Linked DNA regions of Mus musculus: all the other regions are linked to region 1. Evidence: chromatin contacts called from public HiChIP or PLAC-seq, capture Hi-C and promoter capture Hi-C data. All regions are on one chromosome and are shown on one strand. Each heading gives the region's core, a stretch centred on a gene start, on an enhancer-like site or on the middle of the called end of the contact. The rest is flanking DNA. Distances are from core to core; before and after follow the strand shown. Region 1 holds the start of Lgals9 (lectin, galactose binding, soluble 9). Region 2 holds the start of Nlk (nemo like kinase). Region 3 holds the start of Tmem97 (transmembrane protein 97). Region 4 overlaps Nf1 (neurofibromin 1). Region 5 overlaps Nf1 (neurofibromin 1). Region 6 has its middle 11 kb from the start of Gm30561. Region 7 holds the start of Sarm1 (sterile alpha and HEAT/Armadillo motif containing 1).

What was found. Promoter capture Hi-C pulls out the DNA fragments that hold promoters and counts their contacts. HiChIP or PLAC-seq counts read pairs in DNA pulled down with a chosen protein or histone mark. Capture Hi-C pulls out chosen DNA fragments and counts their contacts.
Region 2: a contact with region 1 is called in a capture Hi-C map of macrophages, with 2.0 times the contacts expected there. The contact joins the promoter of Nlk here to the promoter of Lgals9 in region 1. A contact is called at or near these places in 1 of 115 datasets of contacts at active chromatin or transcription factors (effector CD8 T cells) and 2 of 9 other capture datasets (adipose tissue and macrophages).
Region 3: a contact with region 1 is called in an H3K27ac HiChIP or PLAC-seq map of acute myeloid leukemia, with 5 times the contacts expected there. The contact joins the promoter of Tmem97 here to the promoter of Lgals9 in region 1. A contact is called at or near these places in 16 of 39 promoter capture datasets (3T3-L1-derived adipocytes, the C10 cell line, the HPC-7 cell line and 9 more), 11 of 115 datasets of contacts at active chromatin or transcription factors (the SCID.adh cell line, acute myeloid leukemia, bone marrow-derived macrophages and 6 more) and 1 of 9 other capture datasets (liver).
Region 4: a contact with region 1 is called in a promoter capture Hi-C map of neutrophils, with 3 times the contacts expected there. The contact joins the enhancer-like site here to the promoter of Lgals9 in region 1. A contact is called at or near these places in 18 of 39 promoter capture datasets (the 3T3-L1 cell line, 3T3-L1-derived adipocytes, the C10 cell line and 12 more), 9 of 484 Hi-C or Micro-C datasets (the G1E-ER4 cell line, the HPC-7 cell line, cardiomyocytes and 4 more), 4 of 115 datasets of contacts at active chromatin or transcription factors (acute myeloid leukemia, bone marrow-derived macrophages, fibro-adipogenic progenitors and 1 more) and 3 of 9 other capture datasets (adipose tissue, embryonic stem cells and liver).
Region 5: a promoter capture Hi-C map of embryonic stem cells shows a contact between it and region 1, with 2.2 times the contacts expected there. The contact joins the enhancer-like site here to the promoter of Lgals9 in region 1. A contact is called at or near these places in 15 of 39 promoter capture datasets (the 3T3-L1 cell line, 3T3-L1-derived adipocytes, HPC-7-derived erythroid cells and 10 more), 6 of 115 datasets of contacts at active chromatin or transcription factors (acute myeloid leukemia, bone marrow-derived macrophages, embryonic stem cells and 2 more) and 3 of 9 other capture datasets (adipose tissue, liver and macrophages).
Region 6: a contact with region 1 is called in a promoter capture Hi-C map of the HPC-7 cell line. The contact joins the enhancer-like site here to the promoter of Lgals9 in region 1. A contact is called at or near these places in 25 of 39 promoter capture datasets (the 3T3-L1 cell line, 3T3-L1-derived adipocytes, the C10 cell line and 15 more), 8 of 15 datasets of contacts at CTCF or cohesin (the NIH/3T3 cell line, embryonic stem cells, hippocampal excitatory neurons and 3 more), 111 of 484 Hi-C or Micro-C datasets (3T3-L1-derived adipocytes, the 4T1 cell line, the 63-12 cell line and 55 more), 21 of 115 datasets of contacts at active chromatin or transcription factors (the HPC-7 cell line, the NIH/3T3 cell line, PVALB interneurons and 14 more) and 4 of 9 other capture datasets (adipose tissue, embryonic stem cells, liver and 1 more).
Region 7: a contact with region 1 is called in a promoter capture Hi-C map of liver. The contact joins the promoter of Sarm1 here to the promoter of Lgals9 in region 1. A contact is called at or near these places in 11 of 39 promoter capture datasets (the C10 cell line, the HPC-7 cell line, cranial neural crest and 6 more), 1 of 484 Hi-C or Micro-C datasets (liver), 3 of 115 datasets of contacts at active chromatin or transcription factors (embryonic basal ganglia, embryonic stem cells and memory CD8 T cells) and 2 of 9 other capture datasets (adipose tissue and macrophages).

Annotation. Positions count from the first base shown.
Region 1 is chr11:78,983,274-78,987,035 of GRCm38.p6, forward strand. Lgals9 (lectin, galactose binding, soluble 9) reads right to left here and starts at 1,651. Exons shown (of 10, transcript NM_001159301.1): 1 at 1,505-1,651. The coding sequence starts at 1,543.
Region 2 is chr11:78,696,042-78,699,623 of GRCm38.p6, forward strand. It overlaps Nlk (nemo like kinase), which reads right to left and starts at 1,384. Exons shown (of 11, transcript NM_008702.3): 1 at 1-1,384. The coding sequence starts at 225.
Region 3 is chr11:78,549,430-78,553,182 of GRCm38.p6, forward strand. It overlaps Tmem97 (transmembrane protein 97), which reads right to left and starts at 1,306. Exons shown (of 3, transcript NM_133706.2): 1 at 1,099-1,306. The coding sequence starts at 1,224.
Region 4 is chr11:79,402,753-79,406,408 of GRCm38.p6, forward strand. All of the region lies in intron 5 of Nf1 (neurofibromin 1), which reads left to right. Among named protein-coding and RNA genes, the nearest start is that of Nf1, 65 kb to the left of the region's middle. Within about 2 kb of position 1,324, at least 22 of the 459 cell types and tissues checked have an H3K27ac peak or open chromatin away from gene starts, as enhancers often do.
Region 5 is chr11:79,426,078-79,429,500 of GRCm38.p6, forward strand. Nf1 (neurofibromin 1) reads left to right here. Exons shown (of 58, transcript NM_010897.2): 14 at 2,501-2,614. Among named protein-coding and RNA genes, the nearest start is that of AU040972, 56 kb to the right of the region's middle. Within about 2 kb of position 1,709, at least 43 of the 459 cell types and tissues checked have an H3K27ac peak or open chromatin away from gene starts, as enhancers often do. A contact at or near this core is called in embryonic stem cells and stem cell-derived epiblast-like cells, where this site is marked.
Region 6 is chr11:79,292,480-79,296,132 of GRCm38.p6, forward strand. No RefSeq gene overlaps it. Among named protein-coding and RNA genes, the nearest start is that of Gm30561, 11 kb to the right of the region's middle. Within about 2 kb of position 1,617, at least 30 of the 459 cell types and tissues checked have an H3K27ac peak or open chromatin away from gene starts, as enhancers often do. A contact at or near this core is called in the HPC-7 cell line, the N1E-115 cell line, acute myeloid leukemia and 2 more, where this site is marked.
Region 7 is chr11:78,496,491-78,499,973 of GRCm38.p6, forward strand. Sarm1 (sterile alpha and HEAT/Armadillo motif containing 1) reads right to left here and starts at 1,264. Exons shown (of 9, transcript NM_172795.3): 1 at 499-1,264. The coding sequence starts at 968. It overlaps Vtn (vitronectin), which reads left to right and starts at 2,630. Exons shown (of 8, transcript NM_011707.2): 1 at 2,630-2,923; 2 at 3,013-3,132; 3 at 3,211-3,483. The coding sequence starts at 2,860.

The sequences.
Region 1 (3,762 bases), core at 401-2,900:
TGCAGAAGTCAGTGGGTCACTGAGTGAGACCAGCCAGGTAGGAGGACCTGTGATCCCAGTGCTACGGCGACATAGCCTCCATGTCTCCCACCAAGACCTGTTTAACCTCTCCCCTCCCCCGTGGGAGGATTTCCCTTCATAATTGAAAATATTGCTTTTTCCTTCATTTTTTTTTTCTGATTGTTTTAAAGATGGGGCACTGTTCAAGACCAGGCTGGCCTTGAACTCAGAAATCCGCCTGCCTCTGCCTCCCTAGTGCTGGGAAAAGTCTACTTTCTAAATTCAAGTTGTCAGCTCTGCCTGGTGGGAAACCAGAGTGGGTGTATCATGCCCCTGTGACACGTCCTGCCCTTGAAGGCCCCACAGAGACACTGGACAGTCCCTTCTAGCTTTCCCATCTACCTTCCATGCAGGTCCCAAGTTAGAAGCCTTAACCCTGTGGCTGAGGACACTGGTAGCCCCAAGCAAAGCCCAGAGCCGTGCTAGATCAGGCTCTGACGCTGGGCTCTGGCAGCCAGCTCACCTACAGACCCTGCTATCTCCCACCTGCACACACGGCGACTCTACAGAAGGTTCCTGGGAGCATCACTTTCGTCTCCATTACTGCCATCTCCCCATGAGCATCCCCTCTTCTGGGAAAAGCACTTTCCTTCGCTGTCACCCACCATCTGAGGACATGTGGCAAGGCCTCGACCTCTCAAAGTCTCAGTGTCTCCACTTACAGTGTGGCTACTAAGCTTCCTAGTGTATAAACAAAACCACCTATAGACAGGGGGTGGAAAAAGGAGCCCAAGGCAGCCCTTTGCACCCTGCACTAAAAGACAGTCCCTACTTGCCTGTCTGCACACACTCTGGAAGTGTTCTTGGGTGAATTCTGATGTGGCCCTTGGAGAACAGAGGGGAGGGCTTCCCTGTTCCCCTCCCGTGCACTCCCAAGACACCTCCATGTTCCAGGTGCTGTTTAAACACCCACGTGTGCTATCTGCTTTCTCCTTGTTTTAACCTCAGGAGACAGACTAAGTATTATTTCCATTTTACAGATACAGAGAGGAGAAAGTACTGCGCGTGCGACATCACCTAGTTTGTAAATGGCTGAACAGAGATCCTCTCTAAGGCAGACACTTTAAGTGTCATGTGAATATCTGCTACCTGCTACCTCCCCCCACCCCCAACAAGCCCATCCACATCATCATATAAACCGTCTCCTTCCTTTGTAGATGCTACCAGGTAGCATGGAACAGGCACATGTTAATTCACCTCATAAATCATAGTGAGTGGCACCCTTGGGTCCTCAGAGGCACAGCAAGCCTAGCATGAGACACGAGCTGCATCAGGATGACCCAGCTGACATGCCTGGCATGTTTGTCCCTTATGTGCTGTCTGCAGGACACCCCACCCTCTATCTGTGCCACTCCGTTGTTTCCCCACAGGTCCAGAGCAACTTCCCCTGGATGTGGCCGTTAGCTTTTCCTCAATCACCCCACAACTGCATCCCACAACTCACCGGGTTAATGTATGGAGACTGGGCACTGAAGAGAGCCATCTCTTCTATCTCAGGGGAACCAATGCTCTCTTCCTCACTCGATGGTGGACGACAGAACTCTGCGCAGGGCAGGGCTGAGCTAGGAAACAGAAACCACAGCTATTTGGCACTTCTTCAAGGGGAGGAGCTCAGTGGCTGAGGGAAGTGTCTAGAGAAAAAGAAAGCTGATGTCAGGGTGGAGGGCTGGAGGTGGGACTCAGTGGGAGGACCTAGGACCAGTGGACACTGGGTGTTCCCTGCTCTGCCTTGACTTTCCCTTCCTGTGCTCTGCCCAGAGAACCAGTCACATGGCCAGCAGGCGTTCCTCGACAGCCTCGGCCAGAAGTGGCTGTGCTTCTGAGCCTGCTTCCTCACCCCATCTAGCAGAGCTGAGCCTTCATTTGTCCTCTGGGTGGGCATCCGTGGAAAAGACCTTCCTCAGACCTTTGTATGTGCAGAGAAAACAGTGCTCAGAAAGACCAAGGGGCAGCATGAGCAAGGTTACACAACTCCTTACGGGCACTCCGAAATCTCTGTGATGCTGTAGGCTTCCAAGAAGCATCTCTCCCTGGTGTGAAAGCTTAACCATGGAGAGCTATTTTGCAAGAAACACACCACCGCTGAGGTTGTTAATGTGGACTATGTGGGGGCCCTGGGAACTTCATTGCCATCTGCCTGTGAATTTGTCTGTTCTCCTTGTCTCTCCCCTCTGTCCCTCTGTTTTGGGGTAAGAAGAGGAAACATACTTTGGACACAGTAGAATATTCCAAGTGACAAGGGAGGAGACCCTAGGAAATATTTGAAATAGTTTTGAAGCCAGGAGAGATGACCCATCATGAATTCCCAGCATGCCTAGTCTACAACATACATAATTGCTCCCTCCTCCTTTCCTCCCTCCCCACTTCCTCCTTTTCTTCATGTAGACCAGGCTGGCTTTGAACCCAGTATGTAGCCAAGGATGGCCTTGAACTTCTTCTTTTTTTTAATAATTTTTATTTTTTATTTATATGTAAGTACACTGTAGCTGTCTTCAGACACACCAGTAGAGGATGTCAGATGTCATTACAGATGGTTGTAAGCCACCATGTGGTTGTTGGGATTTGAACTTTGGACCTTCATAAGAACAGTCAGTGCTCTTTTTTTTGGTTTTTTGTTTTTGTCTTTGTTTTTTGTTTTGTTTTGTTTTTGTTTTTCGGGCAATTAGCGCTCTTAACCAGTGAGCCATCTCTCCAGCCCCAACCTTGAACTTCTGATCCTCCTGCCTCTACCTCCCAAGTGCTTGGATTATACCTATGACTCACCTCTACCTGATGGTGCCGGGGTTAGGACCTAAGGCTTCCTATGAGCTAGACATGCACTCCACCAACTGAACTACATCACCAGCCTTTCCCTGCCTTAAACAAAAACACAAAACCAAAACCCAGCTCCTGCAGCTTAGGTTATGAGTTAAGGGAAATAATCAGTGAAGCAAAGAATTGCAGGACAGGTTTGGGGTGGGGGTGGGACTGGGGAGCCAGGAAAACAGACTTACCTGGACTCATTCAGGACTTTGGGATTGCACTATGGCTAGCTAGGAGCAAGCTTGCTGTGACAAAGCTGTGGTCGTTATTCCCAGAGAAGTATGGGCTGCAAACTTATTCCCACAGCATCAGTGTTGGGAAGTGTACCCGGCACCATGGGAGCTGATTCGGTTTGGGGACTGGTTCTTTTCCTTGGACTGGTGTGGCTTAGCAAAAGACATGCAGCTGCAGATTTGACCTCTTGCCTATATTTCTACCTTCTGCCTTCAACCATGCAGTCATAAGACGGTTATCTTGGTTTGTGCTTCCCAGCCTCCAGGGTAGAGAGAAAGAAACATACATTCTCTATGAACTAGTTAGCCTACGTTCTCTATGAATTAGTTAGCCTGCAACATTCTGTTACAGTATCACAGAATGGCCCTCTGGGTACCAAGGGATACCAAGGGGAAAATCAGTTCCAAGGAGGAAGTCAGACACTTATCTGCAACACGATTTCTTCTTACACTCAGCCGAGACACACCAAAACTTGCAAAGACTAATTCTTAGATATGCTTTCTTAGAGGCCACGCGCCTCCTTTTACCTTTGCCCCAGTTATAAGTGCCTTACTCAACAGGAACTGACTGGATTTCAAGAGCAGGCTATCCTGTTGGAGCAAAGTGGAAAGGGAATTCTTCGCAGTCCTCTGGCTATCATGGACACCAAGGACAGTTTTGTCATGC
Region 2 (3,582 bases), core at 134-2,633, 290 kb before region 1:
GGCTGCCGCAGCTGCCGAAGACGTATGCTGCTGGACTGGGTGTACGGCAGCAGCCGACCCCGGATGAAGGTGGTGTTGAGGGTGGTGGTGGTGGTGAAGGTGAGGAGGAGGAAGGTGTGGAAGGTGGTGATGATGGTGGTGGTGGTGACCTGCTGCAGCTGCAGATGTACCGCCATTGTAAGCCGCCATCATTTTTGCGTTGGCTCTTGTGCCACAAAGAGACATTCAAAAAAATGCCCTTTGATTGGAAAGCAAACTGGGTCAAGCTGTCATTTGGCCATTTAAAAAAATGAAGAAAAACCACTCACTCCACCTCAAAAAACATAGAGCGGAACTGGCTTTATGTCTTCATCGGTCAATCCAGACAAGTTTGACAATCTTGGGTGTTCGATTTGGGGGTGAGAGTGTGTGGAAGGGTATGGGTTGTCAAAATAAAAGTTAAGAACATAAAATAAGAAGAAAAAAAAAAGGAAAAGAAAAAGGGAAAAGGGCCCCTTCCCCCCAGGATTCCTGCCACAAGTGGATACTAAAACTCCATTCTTAATGGGGGGGAGGTTCCAACTTTGAATGTGGGAATAAAGGCCAAACCTCCCGACCCCCTGAACTCCGCACACGAAAAGGATCTGGTAACACGCCACCCTTGGAATCTTGTAAGAGGGTTGACTCATCTACCCCTTCCATTCCCACATCCTTTTCTAAACACCTCCCACCTCCTCAAAAACACAATTAAAAAAAAATTCCAACCACTCTAAATCAAAAAAGATGAGGGGAAATTATCAGGGAAACCAGCTTCCAGCTTCCCTCCCCTCGAACTCTCAGGCCTTCCTACATCGCCCCCTACTCCGAGTCTGGTTGACCTGATTGGGGGGACTGAGGAGATGTACCAAACTTTCCTAGGCAGAATGAGCCAGGGAAGGAGGCTGGAGGAAGAGAGTGAGGCGAAGAGGCGACAGGCAGGACAGAAGAGGAGAGAGAAAACCCCGGCAAAAGTGAAGGGAAGAAGGTGCAGGGAGGGAATGAAAGAGCGGTGGGCAGTACTCGGACGCCCAGACACAGGGAACCGCCCCGGAGGAGGTTAGGGTCCCGGGGCCAAAGAATAGGAGCCCCGGGAAGCGGGCGGGGGACGGTCGGAAGCAGGCTGACTCCTGCCCCCGCCGCCGCCGGCTTGTGCTGAGGAGGGTTGGGGGGGAGAGCGGGTGGGTCCCCCGCGCGACGGCCCCTGCAGGGCTCAAGGCTGCTCCGTCTCCCCCCCTCCCCCCCACCCGGCTTCCGTGCCCACGGTCGCTTTCTCCACAGCCGCCGTGACCGCTTTCTCTTCAGCCGCCGCCTTCTCAGCCGCCGGTGCCGCCGCGGCCGGACTCACCTCCCCTAGCAAAGCCGGATAGAGCGGAGCCAGCGGCGGACACGCGCAACCAGCCGCCGAGGCCCCGCCCCCGCCTCACACTGACCGGCTGCCCTAGCCAATCCACGCCCACCTGTCCGCGTCCGCCTCCAATCCCTGGCCGGAAGCTTCAGACAGGCGCACTGGTCGACCAGTGGCAACCAGGTGTGGGTCTCCTGGGGAAATCCCGCCCCCGGTTCAGGATGGGCAGACAGACAGACCAATAAAAAGGCAAATCTTGGCCTGACCGACAAGACTGAAAGCCAATTAAAAATCAAAAATCTCCGTGACTTTTTTTTTTTTTCTTTCGCCTCTCTCCTCTTTTCTTTTTCTTCTTTTATTTTTTTTTTATTTTTTTATTTTTGGAAAGAGCAGGAAGCTGCGTGCTAATCCCGCCTGCAAGAGCTAGAAGAGAGGGGCGGAATGAGGAAAAAAACCAATCACGAGCCAGGAACAAAGAACAGAGAAACCAATCCTTGGGTTGAAGACTAAGTGGGATGGAACTGAGTACAAATAGATATATAATTGGACAAATGGGGGAAAAAAGATTGACATAGGTCCCGCCTTTCGTATGTCCCATTGGATAGCATTGTGGAGAATTTGCTGTCATATCGGAGACGACATCTTCAGGAGGCGGGGCTAAGAGAGAGGTGTGGTTTTGATGTGGGCGGGACTTAGGCGGAGAAGGCGGAGTCTAAATTATCACTGGTCCATTGATAGGAGCCATCTACAACTCTTTCTAAGGTACAAGATATGGGAAAAAATAGAAGGAGCAAAAAGGCATGTTAAGCTTCAAAAACTCAAGGTTTCGTAATACGAAACAAAGTAGACTCATCAGTTAAGCTTGATTTTGACCAAAAAGAGGCTTTATTTTCAGTATACCAAGACTGCAAAATTTATACAAATTAAAAACCAGGGGAAAAAAAAAACACGTTAAAGCCCCTAAACAGTAATAATCTCCCAAAGTTTTCTGGTCAAGTAAGTTCCATTCATTGAAATTTTACTAGAAGAACATCATTCTTTGATATTACTTTGCTTAACCTAAATTTATTCTTAAATACTAGGCTAACAGACATTCTTTTCAATAAAACTGTGTATCAAAACCTAGAGGCCATTTTTGATTCCTCTTTTGCCTGTCCACTCTTCCCTTTCCTATCAAGAAAGTAGTCTTAAACACCTTTGAGCTCCTCTCCACTTCTACTCCTCAATTTGCATTACCTGACTGTAACACCAATAGTGTATTTAATGCATCTCCCTGCCTACAGCTCCCTGATGGGCTGTTGAGGACATAGTAAACTTTTCAGCTCCCATCATCTGTAAAAGGTGAAGTACTGCCTGTAAAATTGTTGGTTAAACCAAGAAAGAAGGCATAGAGAAATTTCAGCAGAAAATATGAGCCCATGAAAAAAATCCCAGGATCATATGAACAATGATATATTCCAAAGTTCCAAAGTTCCAAAGTTCAACATGGTTTTGAAATATAAGGAATTGACTTGGGTTGAGTTCCAGAGAAGTTTGTCATTGACCCGTGTTCATAGAAATATGTAGCCAGATGTTGCGGCACATGCCTTAAATTCCAGCACCTGGGAGGCAGAAGCAGGTGGATCTCTGTGAGTTCAAGGTCAACCTGCTCTACAAAGAAAGTCCTAGGATATCTAGGGTCTCAAACCAAACAAATATAAATATGTGTAATAAAGAATAAACAAACAAGTAAATAAATAAGAAAAATAATTTGGCAGTCTATTTTTATCTGAGGTTTTGGTTCCTACGATTTCGTTTTCCATAGTCAACTGTAATTCAAAAACATTCTGTATATATTCCAAAAGTAAACACGTTTTAAAAGGTACACCATTCTAAGTAGTGGAATGAAATTGAGACTTGGTACTTCCAATCATCAGATTGACTCCCACAGTACTGCAGGGTTTATGTCCAAACAGCCTTACAGGACAGTTTACGATTGCCTCACCAAGCCCAAGTCATTTCTCCTCGCTTCATCTTGTCACATCTCCATTCATCACATGAGACACTGGGAGAACAGTTTTGAGATCAGGGACACAAACCACGTCACTTGTATTACAGTACACAGAATGCAACCTGAGCAACCTTATTCTGAAAATCCAGAGCTGAAGACATCCCAGATCTAAAACTTTTCAAGGGTCAACAGAACACACGAGAGGAACAGCCCATCCCTGACTTTCTAT
Region 3 (3,753 bases), core at 56-2,555, 430 kb before region 1:
CCAATGTTTTTACTACGGAGCCACAGCCTCAATCCCACAATCTTTTGAGTTTACAATCTAAAGCTGTAGCTACATGTCAGTTACAGCCTGGCCTGAGGTCCTCTTGCAATGGATTCAAATGAACTATTATTTTAAGGGGAAAAAAAAGTAGGATCCATAGGGCCCTCAACATGTCCACAGGCAGCCAGTCCTTGGGAAAGCAGCACCACAGACCGGTGCTCTTGCCACATGCTACCTACGGGTTTCCCCTGTAGATCAAAGGTCTTTGCAATCCCGTGGTTCCACAAACAAACCAAAAAGACTTAAGGGAGTGGGGGGTGACACTGCTGATGGTGTCACTCCTTAACTTTGTTGAGTAGGTGACAATTCCTGTGTCATGTCCTCTCAGAGAACACAAGGCACATGTCATTTTGCAGCCACCATTGAGAATTTACGGATTTAAGATTAAGAACTGCCCTGCAAAGAAGAAACATTTAAAGAGCATTTCAGCCATTTCAAACATTTAGGTGGATAAGTCCGTCAGTAGATTGGAGAGGCATGCTTAATCTTGACCTTAAAATCGGGTCAAAGAATGCTCTCCAAAGCGCAGGGAACGGTAGCTCATCTTCAAACAATTCAAAACTGACTTGGAAAAGCGACATTTCCTCAACTGCTCCTCAAGCTAGATCCAGACCCAGAAGGAGTGTATGAATGCCACGAGCACTAACCAAGGGCTAACCCTTCAGTCATTTTATTCTACTACGCAGGACTTTTTTTTCTTTCTCGGCTTACACTGGACTTTTAAAGTCCATCCAAACGCAATAGATTCAACACGTGACAGACACTGGTTCACCCAGGCAACTTCCCTCAGCCAACTGCCGTAGTTAAAACCATGGGAGCGAAACACACCCAGGCAAAGGTTTTGCAAAGGATTGGCGAGTACATGGGGCTCAAACCCAGGACCTCCTAGGCATGCGCCCTACCATTGGGTTGCACCCTCAGTTCCGCTCTGAAAAAAACAAAGCGGTGGTCAACGGCTGGGGACAGCCGGCTGGGGCCGAAGTCAGGCACGGAGCCAACAGAAATCAGGACGGCCACGTGGGGACCCCTGAGCCTCACCTCCTGCGGGTATAGTTCGGGCGGCAGCACCGCCTGCAGGTCGATGAACAGCGTGATGGGGATGTGCGAGACGAAGTAGAGGCCCAAGAGCCACTCGACACAGCGCCTAGCTGCCAGGGCCCCCATGTTCCCTCCTGTCCGTTGGGCTACGACTGGCAAGCCGGTGATAGAAGCCTGCTACGTGGTTAGAAGCCCCGCGCCCGAGCTGTGCCGTCCCGCCCCCGGCTCACACAGGCCGTACCTATTGGTCGAAGGGGAAAAACAGAAGCGGCTCGTGAGTGGGTGGAGGCCCTCGTGGCCCGCCCATATAGCGGGGCTATAGTTTGAATGATGGCCTACCTGTTGTTTCCATTGGCTGCTGGGAGTACCGCGTGAGGGGGCGTGGCTCTGAGCGGTCCACGTCGGCGGGTGCGCGTGTGCAGCCTCGGGCTGCGTGCGCTGGTCTTCCCTGTGCCACGAGTGTTTTATTCGCTGGGTTCTGTTCCGTATTGGGACCCCGGGCCAGTAAAACCAGAACCCGCAGTGGCAGTTTAGGAGCGCTGCGAGCCGGACTTTCCTGCTGGCTCCAAAATCACTGCTCAGCCCACAAATAATGATTTTATATGATGGACCCTGATAGGCCTGGGACAAGATGGGGGCTGCCATTCGATGAGAATAGGGAACACAGGACTTGGGTTCAAGGGAAAGGAAATTAAGTTTGTGCTTTGTATACACTGAGCAGGGTTAGGGCTTGGGTACTGCTAAGTATAGAGCATTTACTTAGCACTCAAGAAGGCCCGACTTCCATCTCTTGCACCATTTGAACCAGAGCCCCAAAGGGCCGGGTGTGGACAGAAATCTGTAAGGTCTAGGCCAGCCTGGTCTACAGGCAAGCTAGGGATACATAGAGCCTGTCTCAGACCAAACCAACCAACCAAAGAGACCTTGAGCAGGCAGGCGGGCAGTTGGATGAACTTGGTTTAGATTTGTGAGAGCATTTGAAGGTTAGAGAGCGAAGGGCATTAAGAGATCCTACAGAATCATAAGGGTCATGGGAGGAGATGACCAAGCGAATGATGGTCACAGGGAAGAATGGAGTAGCTGTGTCACGGTTGACACTGAGTGCTGTCCACCAGTACCAATGAGAAGTCCTATGGCTGGAGAGCAGTGTATTGGGAGGTAGGGAAATGGAGACAGAGTGTAGACAACTGGTCGGGAAGAGGTAGAGAAATGGACCCCACGTGTCCTTCTCTTTCTTTTGTATTCACTTTTTGAGACAGCCTCTCACTATGTAACCCTGTGACTGGCTGTGTAGACAAGGCTAGCCTGAACCTCACAGAGATTCACCCTGCCTCTGCCTTCCAAGTGCTGGAATTAAAGTCATAGGCACCATGCTTGCTCCAGTGTGCCCATTTCAGCAAAGGAGACTGGGATGTCTAAATGGGTTTGAAGTTTCTGCCCAGAGAAGTGAAGGAAAGTATAGCTAAGGGAAAGCAAAAATTAGGGTTAGGTAGGGTAGTCTGTGTGCCCAGTGGTAGCTACCATAGTACTAAGACAGAGGGGTTGGCGTTGCTGAGGTAGATGGCTCTCAGTGTTGGGTCTGCTCAGGAAAGCATTTTGGATGCATCAGGGAGAGGGTGGTCAGGAAGATAAAGGTGAGCCGAAGAAGGTGGACAAGTGGTTGACATAATAGACTGTGGGACCCAAGGACGACAGGGACAGATGAGGCAACAGGCACTGATAACTAGAAAGTAGAGAGGTAAATGACTTAGGCCCTGCTGAGCATGTCAGTGGGCCAGGAGTTTGGGGGTGTACTGTAAGATTTCTGGTGTCAGGATATTCTGCCTTCCAGGCCTGGCTGCAATGCTCTAGTGGGAGGATCTCTAGAGATGTGGTCAATGCCCAGAGAACCCAGTGCACTAAGGAAACAACAGAGGAAGGTGGGTGAGGGCAGAGCCAGGCATTACCTTCAGATGTGGCCTTGGAGAGCTGGGAGGCAGGTGACCTGGTTTCAAGGAATGTGGGAAATCAAACAGCTGTGGTAAGCTAAGCCCTAGACAAAGCCAGGTGCCAGTTTCTGAGGTGACTGCTGAGGGTGAGGAGAGCAGTGAGCAGGGTGGAGAGAGACACAGCAGCACAGCAGGGGCAAAGTCTGAGTAGATGCCATTTGAAAACATAGGTCTGCTTGCAGGTGGCTTGCTCAGGAGCTCAGGGACAAAGGACAAGTGTTCAGTGTCCAAAACTTTTTAGACATACTCCAAATCCCTCCTCCTTTCCCTCCCTCCCTCCCTTCCTTCTTTCCTTCCTTTATTTTATTTTCCCCATTAGTTTTTCAAGACAGGATTTCTCTGTGTAATCCTGGCTGTCCTGGAACTCTGTAGATCAGGCTGGCTCTGCTGAGTCCTGAATGGCCTAGGAAGGGACAGTATGACATGGTTTCCTGCCCCTGGAGCAGAGCCAGCAGAATGTGGCCTCCATGAGTATTGACAGTTGTTGGGTGTGAGGCTTGTTCATATATATATATATATATATATATATATATATATATATATAAAATCTTCATATTGCTCTTTGGAGAAATACTCTCCCTGCCAAGGTTATTGGTGAATGTCCTTTCTACCAAGGTTAATGATTCCATGATAATCAGAGACTATAAGTCTGTGTGACTCAGTGTGA
Region 4 (3,656 bases), core at 74-2,573, 420 kb after region 1:
AGGGCCACAGTGCTATTTGGGGGTCTCTTGGAACCAGTGTCAGTTTAAAACGAGTGTCCAGTAAACCCTGGAAAACCTGATTGTTTCCTTTTTCCCAGAGTACATTTACCCTTGTAAAAGGTCATAGGATGGGAGAAGGGCTAACAGTAAAACTTTTAGGTATTTTAGCAAGGTCCTCAGGGGGACCTAGCCTTCTCATCATTCAAGGACTTTGGGGTCTGCAAACTAGCTCAAGTCTGGAAATTGATTGATAAGTTGAGATACCCCTTTGCTACTCTGCAGTATTCTTTTTGTTTGTTTGAGAATTTTTTTTTTTGCTTATATAGATGTAAAAACAAACAAAACAAAATAAAAACATATATTCCTGGAAGCATTATTAGCCAGTACAAAAAGATCCGTAGGAGTCATGCCATCATAAAAGTTACTCTGTCTGTGCTGCCCTTCATGATAAATATTCTCGCCTTGCCTTTGGCAATGCAGTGCTGATACCTGGCCCTGCTACTCTGGGGGCCTAATTAAGCCCATCCCATTTAACTTTTTGGATTGAGCATCAGTGTCTCCAACCTTAAGGTCTGGCACAAAGAGAAGAGCGGGGGCAAAGCCCTTCAAATCCTGGTGCCCCTCTTACCATTTTGTGCCTCACAGGATTAGTGAAGAGAATGTCTTCTGGGCCTTCCCATTGTGGAGGATTCGGTTTTATACAGCACACCCATCATTGCAGTTTCTCTGAACCCTAAAATCCCTTCATCAATACTAAGTCAAGGGACATCAGGTATCCACAGTTCCCTTTCAGTAGAGTATGGCTAGTGCTTAGCCAACCAGTCACGCTTTTGATACCTTTTTAACTGTAAGAACGTCTGTATTGAACTTAGAACCTTAACTCAGTGGGCCCATATCAATAAATTCAGCTTGATTCAGTTTTATGGTTTTTTTTTCACCATTATTTCATGCCCTTAAAAATCCATTCTCATATATATTGCCCAGACTACGGCTTGAATGAATTCACAAACTCAGTAAACTTTAGTATTGTACCACACCTTTGTTGTGAATTTCACTTTCTGTTTCGCTCCTAGAAGCCTTCTTAGCCTTGATACTGATTATAGTTCAGAGGCAATTATTGTCGACAGACACTGAGCGGCATCAGTATTGCCTTGCTTGATGTTTCTCTTTCAGTGAAAGTCACTGAAATTTGTAGACAACAAAGGATTAATTTCCTCAGGCCAAGGTACAAAAGGAAATATTGCAAGGTGTGACAGTGGGGCCGCACCCTACACTAAGAGTGGGCAGACTACTGCCACAGGTGAGACAGACGCATCAGAATTTGAAGGGTCAAAGTCCTCAGCACCTGTCCCCTACACTTCTCCATCTCAAGTTACAGGATCCCACCCCTTACCAGCCAGTGCCTTTAGGCTCCTATTTACCTTAGCAACAGGAGAAGTGCACTTGACTAGGGGGAGTGCAGGCAGGCAGGCAAAAGTGAAAAGTTTCTCCTTCCATGTTCCTTCACAGGTGTGATTCCAGATATAGTCAAGTTGACAAACAAGATTAGCCATCATATTACCTAAGTTTCTGACAAAGCTATCAAAAACATGCATTGGAGAAAAGGTGCCCTCTTTAACAAGTGGTGCTGGGAAAACTGGATCTTTCTCTCTTTCTTTCTTTCTTTCTTTCTTTCTTTCTTTCTTTCTTTCTTTCTTTCTGATTTATTTTATTTATATGAGTACACTGTAACTGTCTTCAGACACACCAGAAGAGGGCATCAAATCCCATTACAGATGGTTGTGAGCCACCATGTGGTTGCTGGGATTTGAACTCAGGACCTCTGGAAGAGCAGTTGGTGCTCTTTAACCTCTGAGCCACCTCTCCAGCTTGAAAACTGGATTTCTATACATATTGTGCAACAATAAATTCAGTGTCTTAGTTAGGGCTTTATTGCTGTGAACAGAAACCATGACCAATGCAAGTCTTATAAAGGACAACATTTAATTGTGGGTGGCTTACAGGTTCAGGGGTCAGTCTATTATCATCAGGGGAGAAGCATGGCAGTAACCAGGCAGGCATGATACAGGCAGAGCTGAGAGTTCTGCATCTTCATCTGAAGGCTGCTAGCAGAGTATTCATTTCCAGGCAGCTAGGATGAGGGTTGTAAAGCCCACGCTCACAGTGACACACCTACTCCAACAAGACCACTTCCTGGGCCAAGCATATTCAAACCATGACATTCAGTATATCAAAACTCTAATGAAAGAAGAAGACAGGTAAAAATATTTGAAGACATAGGCATAGACAAGAATTTTCTGAAAAGGACTATAGCACAGGAAACAATACCAAGACGTGGCAGAGAGAGTTACATGAGATTAGAAATCGCTACCAAGCAAAGGACACAGTCACTAGAGTAAAGAGACCATTTACAGGCTTGGGAAAAGAAATTTCCAGGCTTACATCTGGCTGGGGACTGGTATCTATGATATATAAATAACTGCTAAAATTAAACTCTAAAATCATTTTAGAGTCTGTAGATAGGCTCATGAGCTGAATAGAGTCCCTAATAGGAGAAATACAATGACCAGTAGATACTTGGAAAAAGTTTTCAACATTCATAGACATCAGGGAAATGGAAATTAAAACCTCTTTCAGATTCTGTCTCACTTCAGTTGGGACGTTGTCAAGAAAACAAAAGACAACAGAGGGGAAAATGTGGGTGGGGCTAGTGGGATCCTGAGTAGCTACTTTTTATTTTTCTGTTTTTTTCTGTTTTTTTTTTTTTTCTTTTTTTTGTTTTTCGAGACAGGGTTTCTCTCTGTAGCCCTGGCTGTCCTGGAACTCACTCTGTAGACCAGGCTGGCCTCAAACTCAGAAATCTGCCTGCCTCTGCCTCCCAAGTGTTGGGATAAAAGGTGTGCGCCACCACTGCCTGGCAGTGAAACTCCACTATGACAGTTTGAAGGGTTCCTCAGAAAAACTGATAACAGACCATGTGACCCAGATATACTACTATATTGTATAGCCACAGAAATTCTTGTACATCCATTTTTACTGCCACACAATTCACGGTGGCTTAGGAAATAAACCAGCCTGAATGTCCATCATGAGAAGAATGGAAGCCGGACAGTGGTGGCACACCCTGTCTCAAAAAACCAAAAAAAGAAAAAAGAAAAAAGAGAATAATGGATACAGAATATTTGGTACAGTGAGTGGTGGTGGCTGCAACAGTAGGCATTTGTGTGGTGGAGTGGAGGAAAACTGGAAAGGCTAGTGGAATGGCCAAGGCTAAGTTAATTTCTTGCTCATAGAGAGCTGGCTATGTAGTTTCCTGTGGGCCAAATCAACGAACACTTGAAGATGCACATCATGGGCCATGGGTATGTGGGTGCCACTGCTGCTTTGTACAGGGCACCTTACTGCCAAGACATTGGAGTTGGCACGTAATGCTTTCAAAGGTCTCACAAGGAAGCCTATCAGTTGGTATCACTTGCAGCTCACAGTCTGTGGTGAGGAAGATGGATTCACCAATTAAGGCTACCACTGTTGGGCATAGTGTGATTCTTTACAGCCACAGATGTCAGATTGCAAAATAAAGTTCAGCAGAAAGCTGCCCAGGAGGGTTATTTTAACCAACCTACTTCCCAGTGTTCTGTAACTGGAGCAGAAGATAA
Region 5 (3,423 bases), core at 459-2,958, 440 kb after region 1:
GCTCTGCTTTTTATTCCCGCAAATGGTATTATATTCCTGAGAGCTTCACTTTGGTGCACAGAGTAATAAAGAACTGATGTAAATAGTGTAACCAGGTGAGAGTAAAGGATTAAAAGCACAGGCTCTGGGGAAGGACTGCTTTACTTAGTCTCGGCACCTTAGGCTTCTCATCTGAAAAGGTAGGCAGTAATATAGTTCCTACCTCAGAGAGACCATTAAGAGTGAAATAGATTGTGTAAGGCTTTTAGGAACAATTCGTAGTGTATAGTAAGCAATAAAATTAGTTACTGCTATTTTTAGTAAGATACAGTTAGCGTTAGCATTCTTACTGTCCAAGTAAAACAGTTTGAATTGTTCACAGGATGGTCTGTTTAACTTTTATCAAGTCTCTATAGTCCTAGACTGTTGGGGTCGGCCTGCTGCTCTCATGTCTGGGTTCGAGCCTGGGAGGCAGCCTGGAACTGAAAAAGAAGAGGGAAACTAGGTGGACAAGAGAGAGATATGGAACCAAGACAGTATTCTGATCAAGGCTCAAATTTTTAATGGCAGACACGCTTTATAAAGGAGGGGGGAAGCCCATTCCTGCCAAATCATCCTTGGAGCCGAGCTGCAGGTGACCACGTGTAGGCGGACTCCCAGCAGGTAGCAGCAGAGGCAGTGGCTGAACAGCAGAGTGATCCAGGGAGGCAGGCTCCACCCTAGGTGATCTCCTTAGTGGCATAGCAAAGTCAAGGTCTGGCTCAGCTTGCTTCAGGCTTGGGGGAGGCTACACTAGGCCTATCAAGTCTCTAGACCATCAGGTAAAGCCTTCTGCTTTACTCAGTGTCAGGCTCATCCTTTGGTGCTTTATGGTTTTGCAGCTATGCTCTTCAAATTACTAAAATGAAGGCATTCATGACTAAGTGGCTGTGGTTTCAAGAATTCTATGAACCCCACGTTTTGAGTGTGTGTGCACACACGTGTTTTTGTTTGATTTTTGAGACAAAATCTTGCTGTGTATACTAGGTTGGCATTGAATTTATTATGTATGACATACTGACCTCAGATTTGTTGGGTATCCCAGGCTGGCCTTGAACTAGATGTTGCTGAGTGCTGGAATTACAGAAATGTACTGTCATGCCTCCACTCTAGAATTTTAAAAAATATTTACATATGAATAGTTTTTCTGATAATGAGAGATAATAGAGCCAGAGTGGATGAAGTTCCTAAAGTATGGGTTACCCCAAAAGAAGACCTATTATCTTTTTGTGTTTTTTGAAAAGTCCACCCAAATTTGAGAGTTTAATAGAATAAACAGTTAAATCTTTAGTTTGGAAAAGTTTTAAAAATTTTGTTAGTGGACTCTGAAAATTAACTTTGTTCTTTTGGTTTCTCGGGTGTGTGGCATGAACTGTGGTGACATCTCACTGTGCTTGCTACAGGATGCTAGGGTTACTCTGTTTACTTGGCTGCAGTTTTATGTTCACCAGTGAACCAGGGTCACCAGTGATTTTCATGTTAAATAGGTTATTGTTTGAAGAACAAGGGTTGAATTGTTTGAGGGAAAATAGTTTTTAAGTAAAATTTGCTGTCTTCCAAGAGTTATGGAATCCTTTTTACTTCCCTTGATGAGGATGATTGAACCAGAATCAGGTAGTTTTGTAAAGCAGGCAAAAGCTCCACCCCCGGCCTACTCCTGCGTTTTGTGGGCTTTGTTTTGTGTTTGGGGGAGTTGAGAGGGTGGGTGGGGTTTCCTTTGATAGGCTAATTGTCACTACCCAGGACAGCTGCCTAGCTTCATGGACAGTGCTTTCTTTGCTGCCATCTAGTGGTTAAGTGACTTTCCTCAGTAACCCAGGAAAGTAAAACAATATTGTACACATAAATTCTAAACCTTAGTTACTAGGAGAAATGTAAAGATGGTCTCCATCATGGGATCTTGTTGAAGTAATTTGATTGTGTCTTGTGTTTGTACCATCTTTGTCCTGGTTCCTGTCACTCTATGTGTTCCCAGCTACTACCATTTCTTACATTCCCCAATCATTTCTCTGCACTGTGTTAGAATGGTCTCTTTAAAGACTTTTGTCATGCCTGGTCCAACTTAAATATCTTTTAGCTAACGTTGCTCTTGGATAACAGGTAAGTGGATCTTTGAGTTCATGACCAGCCTGGTCTAGAGTGAGATCTGGGACAGTGAGGGCTATGTAGAGAAACTCTGTCTTAAAAAACAAAACCACCCCCACCCCCCCAACCCAGAATGTGAAGATTGACGGGGCCGGAGAGATGGCTCAGTGCTTAAGTACTTTCTGCTTTTTCCAAAGTGCCTGCCTTTGGTTCCCAGACACAGGCAGGCAGATCACTACTGACTGTAGCTCCAGCTCCAAGGAAGCCAACACTCTTCTGCCTCCATGGCCACCTGCACCCATGTCCTGTCTACACACATGCATATAAATAATAAATAATATATAAATAATAAATACAGTTATTAAAAGCAAAACTGAAGTTTGTTTTTCTCCTACAGAATCCAAGAAAACAGGGCCCTGAAACTCAGAGCAGTACAGCAGAACTAATTACAGGGCTCGTACAACTGGTTCCTCAGTCACACATGCCAGAGGTCGCTCAGGAGGCTATGGAGGTAAAGGAAGTGAATTCTGGGCTTTTGAAAGAAAGACTGTAACTGTCTCTGATCTTTTTCTGAGAACTTAATTTTTTAAGCAATTATTTGACTCTTTCTATGTGCTTTCTCTTAAAAATATATTTTAAAAATTTTAAATTGTTTGTGTGTGCATATGAAAATCAGAGGAAACTCAGGTTTCTGGTCTTGGATAGCAAATACCTAACCAGCTGTAGGTTATTCATTTGTTTTTTGAGACAAGATTTTTACGCTATTGTCCTGCCTGGTCTCTAAATCCTAAAACAATCCTCCTCCTTCAACTGTAATACTAGCTAGAATTTTAGTTGTATGTCACAAGTCATGTTGTATTTGAATTACATTGTGTAAAAAATTTTTGGAAGTTTGTAGTTTCTTTATTCCTTACTTTCTTTTTATGTCTGCATAATGGGGGTAGGGTGTGCCTGCACTCGCAGTGGCACGTCTGGAGATGAGGGGAGAGCCTGTGGCGTTTCTCTTCTCCGTCCACCTTTATATGGGTTCCGAGGATTGAACTCAGGTGCTCAGGCTTCTGTAACTGTTCCTTACTGCTGAGCCAGGTAGTGGATGGTAGACGTTCAGTGTGGTTTCTGTTTGAGGATTTCTACAAATAATACTATTAAAGTTACTGTATCATTTAATATTTCCATTAGCAGTGTATTGGTGTTTTGGTATTTCTCCATTGTTGATGACACTCATTATTGTTTGTTTTTAAATTATAGTAAACCTACTGTGTTAACAAAGGTGACTTTTTAAAAAATTATATTTGTAGCTGGATGGTTGTGGTGCATGCC
Region 6 (3,653 bases), core at 367-2,866, 310 kb after region 1:
CCCCCCAGGTTCAGCATCTGGGACCTTGCTGTCTCTTCAGTCTCCATGGCTGCCCATTCAAACCCTGAGTAGCTGAGACAGAAATTTCATTTTAGTGGAAAAGACAGACCAAGGAAAACTTAACAAGTGAGAGATGAAAATGAACCTGAGGGGCTGGAGAGATGGCTCAGGGGTTAAGGGCACTGACTGCTCTTCCAGAGGTCCTGAGTTCAAATCCCAGCAACCACATGGTGGCTCACAACCATCTGTAAAGGGATCTAATGCCCTCTCCTGGTGTGTCATCTGAAGAGAGTGACAGCGTAATCACATACATAAAACAAATAAATAAATCGTAAAGGGTGTGTGAGAGAAGGAATAGGAAAGAGGGGTGTGAGCTACTGTGGGGAGGAACCCAAGAGCAGAACCTAGCACAGAAAGAGATATGAATAAGCCTGGTATCTGGGGAAACTGAATTCAACATGTACTAGCATGCATGTGTGCCTGCATGCGCACACGTGTACACACACATCAAAACAAAACATGAAATTACATTGGCAGGCACTGATGGGTGCTGTGTTTGGAGAAAGTTGACACCACTTACCAGCAGCTACAAATGAACACTTTTTTCCCCAGTTCTCAAATATAGAAAGTGCTGCTCTGTCACACCAGACCTTTCCAGTCCAGATCCAGGCCAGAGGAAGAAGGCATGACTGGCCTCCTGAAAGACTTGTACAGCAAGAATTAGGTGTTTAAAAGGAAGCAGGAAGTTTCTTAGTTTCTTTTTGAATCAACCCTTCCTTCGACTTTCTTGTCCCTTGAATAACAGTCAATGGAAGGAAGAAGAAATGGAGGTTTGGGGCTGGAGAGATGGCTCAGTGGTTAAGACCACCGACTGCTCTTCCGAAGGTTCTGAGTTCAAATCCCAGCAACCACATGGTGGCTCACAACCATCTGTAATGAGATCTGATGCCCTCTTCTGGTGCATCTGAAGACAACTACAGTGTACTTAGATATAATAATAAATAAATCTTTAAAAAAAAAATGGAGGTTTTTGGATTTTTTTTCTTTTTTGGTTTTTCGAGACAGGGTTTCTCTGTATAGCCCTGGCTGTCCTGGAACTCACTTTGTAGACCAGGCTGGCCTCACACTCAGAAATCCACCTGCCTCTACCTCCCAAGTGCTGAGATTAAAGGTGTGTGCCACCACTGCCCAGCATAAACAGAGGTTTTATTTTACTTGACTTCTTAGAGTTTTAGGGGGCTTTCAGGTTATGTAGTCCAGGCTAGCTCAGAACTTGTGATGGTCTAACCTCAGTATCCTGAGTGCTGAGATCCTAGGGATGTGCCGCCACACCCACCTGCCATCTCTTTCATCTTAGGTTTTGAGTGTGCATCTTGGGAGGTTCCTAAGGAATAGCAGGTCTTGTCTCTGTCCTGTCCTTGTTGGACTTTTATGCTGTTACAGCCAGGAGATGGGTGCCACACCAGATGTGGGTGTTTGGGAACTCATTGCCTCTTTGTCTGGCAGTGTGCATATTTCTTTATGGAAGCCCAGCATGTTGCAGCTTCTCTCTCCTGCCCGCCACATATAGCTGCTTGTTGTTTTGGCTCCTCCCACAACCTAGTCCACTAGTCTGGTAAAGCATAAACCTTGCCCTGGAGGAGCTGTCACAGCATGGGGAAGAGTGCAGTAATGACAGAGAGCAGAGTCTTAATTAGGGTTTTTATTGCTGCAATAAAACATCATGACCAAGGAAACCTGGGAGGAAAGGGTTGATTCAGCTTGCACTTCCTGAAGGCAGCTGCAGATGCAGAGACCCTGCAGAATACTCCTTATGGGTTTGCTCTGCATGGCTTGCTCAGTCTGCTTTCTTATAGAACCCAGGAACACCAGCTCAGGGATGATACCACCTATCAATCTCTAATTAAGAAAATGTCCCAGAGGCATGATCTACAGCCTGATCTGGGTTTTTTTGTTTGGTTGGTTGGTTTTTGGTTTTCAAGATCTCTCTGTGTAGCCTTGGCTGACCTCAAACTAAGAGATCCACTTGCCTCTACCTCATGAGTGCTGGAACTAAATGTGTGTAGCACCACTACAAAGCCAGCCTGAAGTTATAGAGACATTTCTTTTTTTTTTTTCTTTTCTTTTCTTTTTTTTTTTTTTTTTTTTTTTTTTTTTTGAGACAGGGTTTCTTTGTGTAGCCTTGGCTGTCCTGGAACTCACTCTGTAGACCAGGCTGGCCTTGAACTCAGAGATCCGCCTGCCTCTGCCTCCCAAGTGCTGGGATTAAAGGCGTGCGCCACCACACCCGGCAATATAGAGACATTTCTGAAGGCCCCCTCTTCTCTGTGTCAAGTTGACATAAACCAGAAAAAGTGGCTAGACAAAACACACTGAGAGGTCAAAAGTGAATCCCTGAGATGAACAATCTTCTGAGGAGTAGGCAACTCAGTACAACAGCAGAACTGATGGCTGGCTCCTACCGTGGTCCTCTGTCTCTGTCTCTCTCTGTCTCTCTCTCTCTCTCTGTCTCTCTCTCTTTCTTTCTCTCTCTGTTTTATTTTTTGAAACGGGGTCAAATTCCTGATCTTCTCCAGTGCTGGAATTACGGGCATGAACCATCTGTTTTATCGTGTTGGGTTTTTTTTTTTTAATATAAGATTTATCTTATGTGTGTGGATGTTTTGCCTGAATGCATGTTTGTACAACGCAACACATCCATGCCTGATCCCCACAAAGGACAGAAGGGGGCTCCAGATCCCCTGAAACTGGAGCTACAGATGGTTGTGAGCCACCATGTGAGTGCTAAGAATCAAACCTTGGTCCTCTGAGCATCTCTCCGGCCCCTGTCTTGTTCTTTTAAATAGTGGAGAGGTGTTTCCTTTCTATGTCTGTGCCATTATCAATAGCAATACTTGTTTTCCCTCTAGAGACAGGGTCTTTTCTTTTTTCTTTTCTTTCTTCCTTTTTTTTTTTGTTTTGTTTGTTTGTTTTGGTTTTTCAAGACAGAGTTTCTCTGTATAGCCCTGGATGTCCTGGAACTCACTTTGTAGACCAGGCTGGCCTCTAACTCAGAAATCCGCCTGCCTCTGCCTCCCGAGTGCTGGGATTAAAGGCCTGTGCCACCACTGCCTGGCTGTAGCTCTGCTTGGCATGATATTCAATATGCACCCCAGGCTAATCATAAATATGTAGTTACCTTCCTGTTTTAGCCCCAAAGTGTTGGGACTCCACTGCAAACCATCACCATCACATATAGCCTTTCAAACTTTTTAAAATGAAAATGGGAGAGAGAGAAATATTAGCTATACCCCAGCTTGAGAAGAATTTTGCTGAGGTAAATATTTTTTTAAATGGTAAATTGGGAGCTGTAGAGATAGCTCAGAGGTTAAGAGTATTTGCTACTCTTACAGAGTACCTGAGTTCAGTTCTCAACACCTGGAGCCACCTGTAACTACTGGGAAGGCAGAGGCAGGCAGATTCTGTGAGTTCAAGGCCAGCCTGGTTCGTAGCAAGTTCCAGTACAGTTAGAGCTACTTAGTGAGACCCTGTCCCCACAAAACAAAAACAGGTGGGGCATGGGGCTGTTTTAATCCCAGTACTAAGGAGGCTGAACCAGGAGGATCACCCTTTCCAGACAAGCCTGGGCTCCTTCCATAGGGAGAACCTGCCTT
Region 7 (3,483 bases), core at 14-2,513, 490 kb before region 1:
AATGCCAGAGAAAACACGTCGTGACACTTGTGAGGGCTGCGTGCTGAAAGCGACTCTTCTAAAAATTCTGAGCTGAGAGCCTGAGATTTTGGTGAAAATTAGTGTGACAGCCTGTTTTGCTCTGGCACCAGAAGACCGGGAAAGTGGGCCCTTCAAAGGCTTCATAATAGTTCAAAAGGAGGTCTCAGGAGGTAGGCAAAGGAGAAGCAGTCAAGCAGTTTCCCATAGGAAGGAAAGATACCTCAGTTTTCTCTGCCCCTACTATTTCGTCCTAGCAAAAACAAAAACAAAACAAAACAAAACAAAAACCAAAAAACTTTCTGTTCCTGATCAGACGCTGCAGAATAAGGTCATGGCTGCCCTGGTGAGAAGGTAACACAGAAAGACACCCAGATGCACGGGAGAATTATGGGCTTAGGGCAAAATCAGCAATGGGATACCGTCTCCAACCACCTTCACTGCCCTGGCAACCCCACACCTCACCCCACTCTCCCTCACCGGTTCTCAGCCACCAGGATCTGCTCCAGCAAGCGCGCGGCCTGCACACGGGTCTCTAGCTCCGGTGCCTGAAGCAGCCGCAACAGCAAGTCGAGGCCACCGTCCAGACGTATAGCATCGCATAGACCTTGGGCCACCTCGCGGCCCACGGCCGGCAGCAGCCAGGCTTCCTCTACCAGCTGGAAGACCTCGGCGAGACCCGCGCCCACAGCCCGCGCCGCGCTTGCCTGTTTCAGCTCGGACAGCGCCTGCTGCAGCTCAGGCAGCGAACGCTCCAGGGCGCCTTGCACCTCAGTGCCCACTCCGGGCGACACTTCGCGAGACCCGCGACCGCCCGCAGCCCACCATGGGCTGGCGCCACCACTCCGATCCGGTCCGGGCACTGTCAGCCGATCGGCGCCCGGCCGTGGGCCTGACATGGTGAAGAAGCGGCACAGTTTGTAGGCGGAGAAGAGCAGCGTCAGGACCATGGGCGCTGGGCAGCAGGGGACATGCCAGGCCTAGAGGGGCGGGGCCTGGCAGAGAGACCCCGGCCTTGGGAGGAGAAAGAAAAAAAAAAAAAAAAAAAAAAGCAAACAGGATCCGGTAAAGGTGCTGGGCTACAAGTGTAGAAGCAGAAGGAGGAGGGCAGCTCCGGGACTCAGCGACTTAGGAAGGGCATGAAGGGAGAGAGAAGCATGGACCAGACGCGGGAGGGTAGAGACGCCGGTGCCCGGAACAAAGCGCTGCTCCAATCTAAGCACAGCGGAGCTAAGATGCTCAACAGCAACCACGCCTCTGAGCAGCAGAGTCAAGGATTTGACGCCCCGCCTCTAGGTTTCACGGGCTCCGCCCCCGACGCAGGCGCAAGCCCTACCCCAGGTCTCCAGCCACGCCCACACCTGGCTCCGCCTCCTCTCCCCAGTCTCCCCTTGGTGGTGTGCAAGATGCTGTAGAAAGGGCTGTAAAGAGCTGTCTTCCATTTCCTACCGCTCGCTCGGCTCCCCAAAATGTGGAAGCAAGCTGGCTACATGTATCCACGTCCCCTCCGGATGGTTAAAGAATCGCAGTTGAGATTCTTAAAGCCCTTTAATGCCGGTTTCCACTTAGGCTTCACGCGTCTGTAGGGAGTAAAATTTAGTGTTTCATTTTGCCGCTGAGACTACTGCGGTCCATAGAGAAGAGACACCAAAGGCACGCTCGCCTGTGATTACAGAACAGAAAACGGAGGGGCTTCAGAAGTGTGCCAGTGCTTGGAATTTGGCCCAAAACCTGGCACTCTACCCCAGTGAGCACTTTCTTTATAGAGAAATCCCACTTAGTATGTGAGTCTAGAAAGTATGCCCAATGAGTCCATTTTTTTTTTAAAATAAATGAGGTCATTGAAGGTGTGGCCAGGGTGGTCCCCCGAGGATCAATGGATTAGTGAAAGCCTCAGGAATGGGCTCTGGGACTGGAAAGATGGCTCAGCCTTTAAGAGTACTTGTTCTTACAGAGGACCTGGGTTTGATTCTCAGCATCCACACGGCAGCTCATAACTGTTCAAAACTCCAGTTCCAGGGTATTCAAAGCCCTCTTCTGACCTCCATAGACACAAGACATGCATGTGGTGCACAGATGCACATGTGAGCAGACACTTATACACAAAACATAAAATAAATAAATCTAAAAAAAATAAAGAAAGAAGAATAGACTCTGACCCACTACTTCCTATGCTGTAACACCCAGCTTAGAGAGAACAAGGAGAGGCCAGAAATGAAGCTTTGTTCTTTTATGAGAAGAAAAGAAAACCTCCCCCAAAGTGCTTGCCAGCTCTCCCCCAACCCCCCTTCTTGCCCCAAAAATCCAGATTCGAAGCGGGGGGTAGGATGGGACAAGCACCTAGCCTGATCAAACAGTAAATCGATAACGGCTTATGGGAATGAGTTGGAAGCTACTCCAGGCACGAAACGTTTTGTCTGTTCTAGCTCACGGAATCTCTCAACACCTGATGAGGCAAGGCACCATGGTCCCACTTTATAAAAAGTAAGGCTCAGGGAGATTAACGGGACTGGCTCAGAGGGTGACAACACATGCTTTCTTTCCACCTCCCCAGCTAAGCTAAGCGTGTTATCCCTCCTGCCCGTGACCCTACTGACTTTGGTCTTGGCGAGGGTTTTCTGTTTCCCAGCTCTCCTGGGGCTGGGGTTCTGGGAATGTGACCCTTTGCTGCAGCTGTGTTTGGAGGAGGGCAATGGGGCTGGGCCAGAGGATGAGCAAATAAAGGGCAGAAACCCAGGGAACTAGGAACTCTTCTTCAGTCTGCTTCTTTTTTCAGGCAGGACAGCGAGATTCCAGAAGCTCCGCGCCCAGCTTGCCAAGGCCCTGGGCTAGAGGCCTGCCATGGCACCCCTGAGGCCCTTTTTCATACTAGCCCTGGTGGCATGGGTTTCTCTGGCTGACCAAGGTGTGGGAGGGGATTGGTGGGTACCTAGGGAAGTGCAGGTTGGGCAGGTGCCCTAGATTGGGCTGTAAACCTGATATTCCCTCCCATAGAGTCATGCAAGGGCCGCTGCACTCAGGGTTTCATGGCCAGCAAGAAGTGTCAGTGTGACGAGCTTTGCACTTACTATCAGAGCTGCTGTGCCGACTACATGGAGCAGTGCAAGCCCCAAGGTGAGTTCAGAGCCCTGGTGGGTGGGCCTGGGGCTCCCTCCACAGCCTGACACTCACTGCTCCCCGTTCTGCCTGCAGTAACGCGGGGGGACGTGTTCACTATGCCAGAGGATGATTATTGGAGCTATGACTACGTGGAGGAGCCCAAGAACAATACCAACACCGGTGTGCAACCCGAGAACACCTCTCCACCCGGTGACCTAAATCCTCGGACGGACGGCACTCTAAAGCCGACAGCCTTCCTAGATCCTGAGGAACAGCCAAGCACCCCAGCGCCTAAAGTGGAGCAACAGGAGGAGATCCTAAGGCCCGACACCACTGATCAAGGGACCCCTGAGTTTCCAGAGGAAG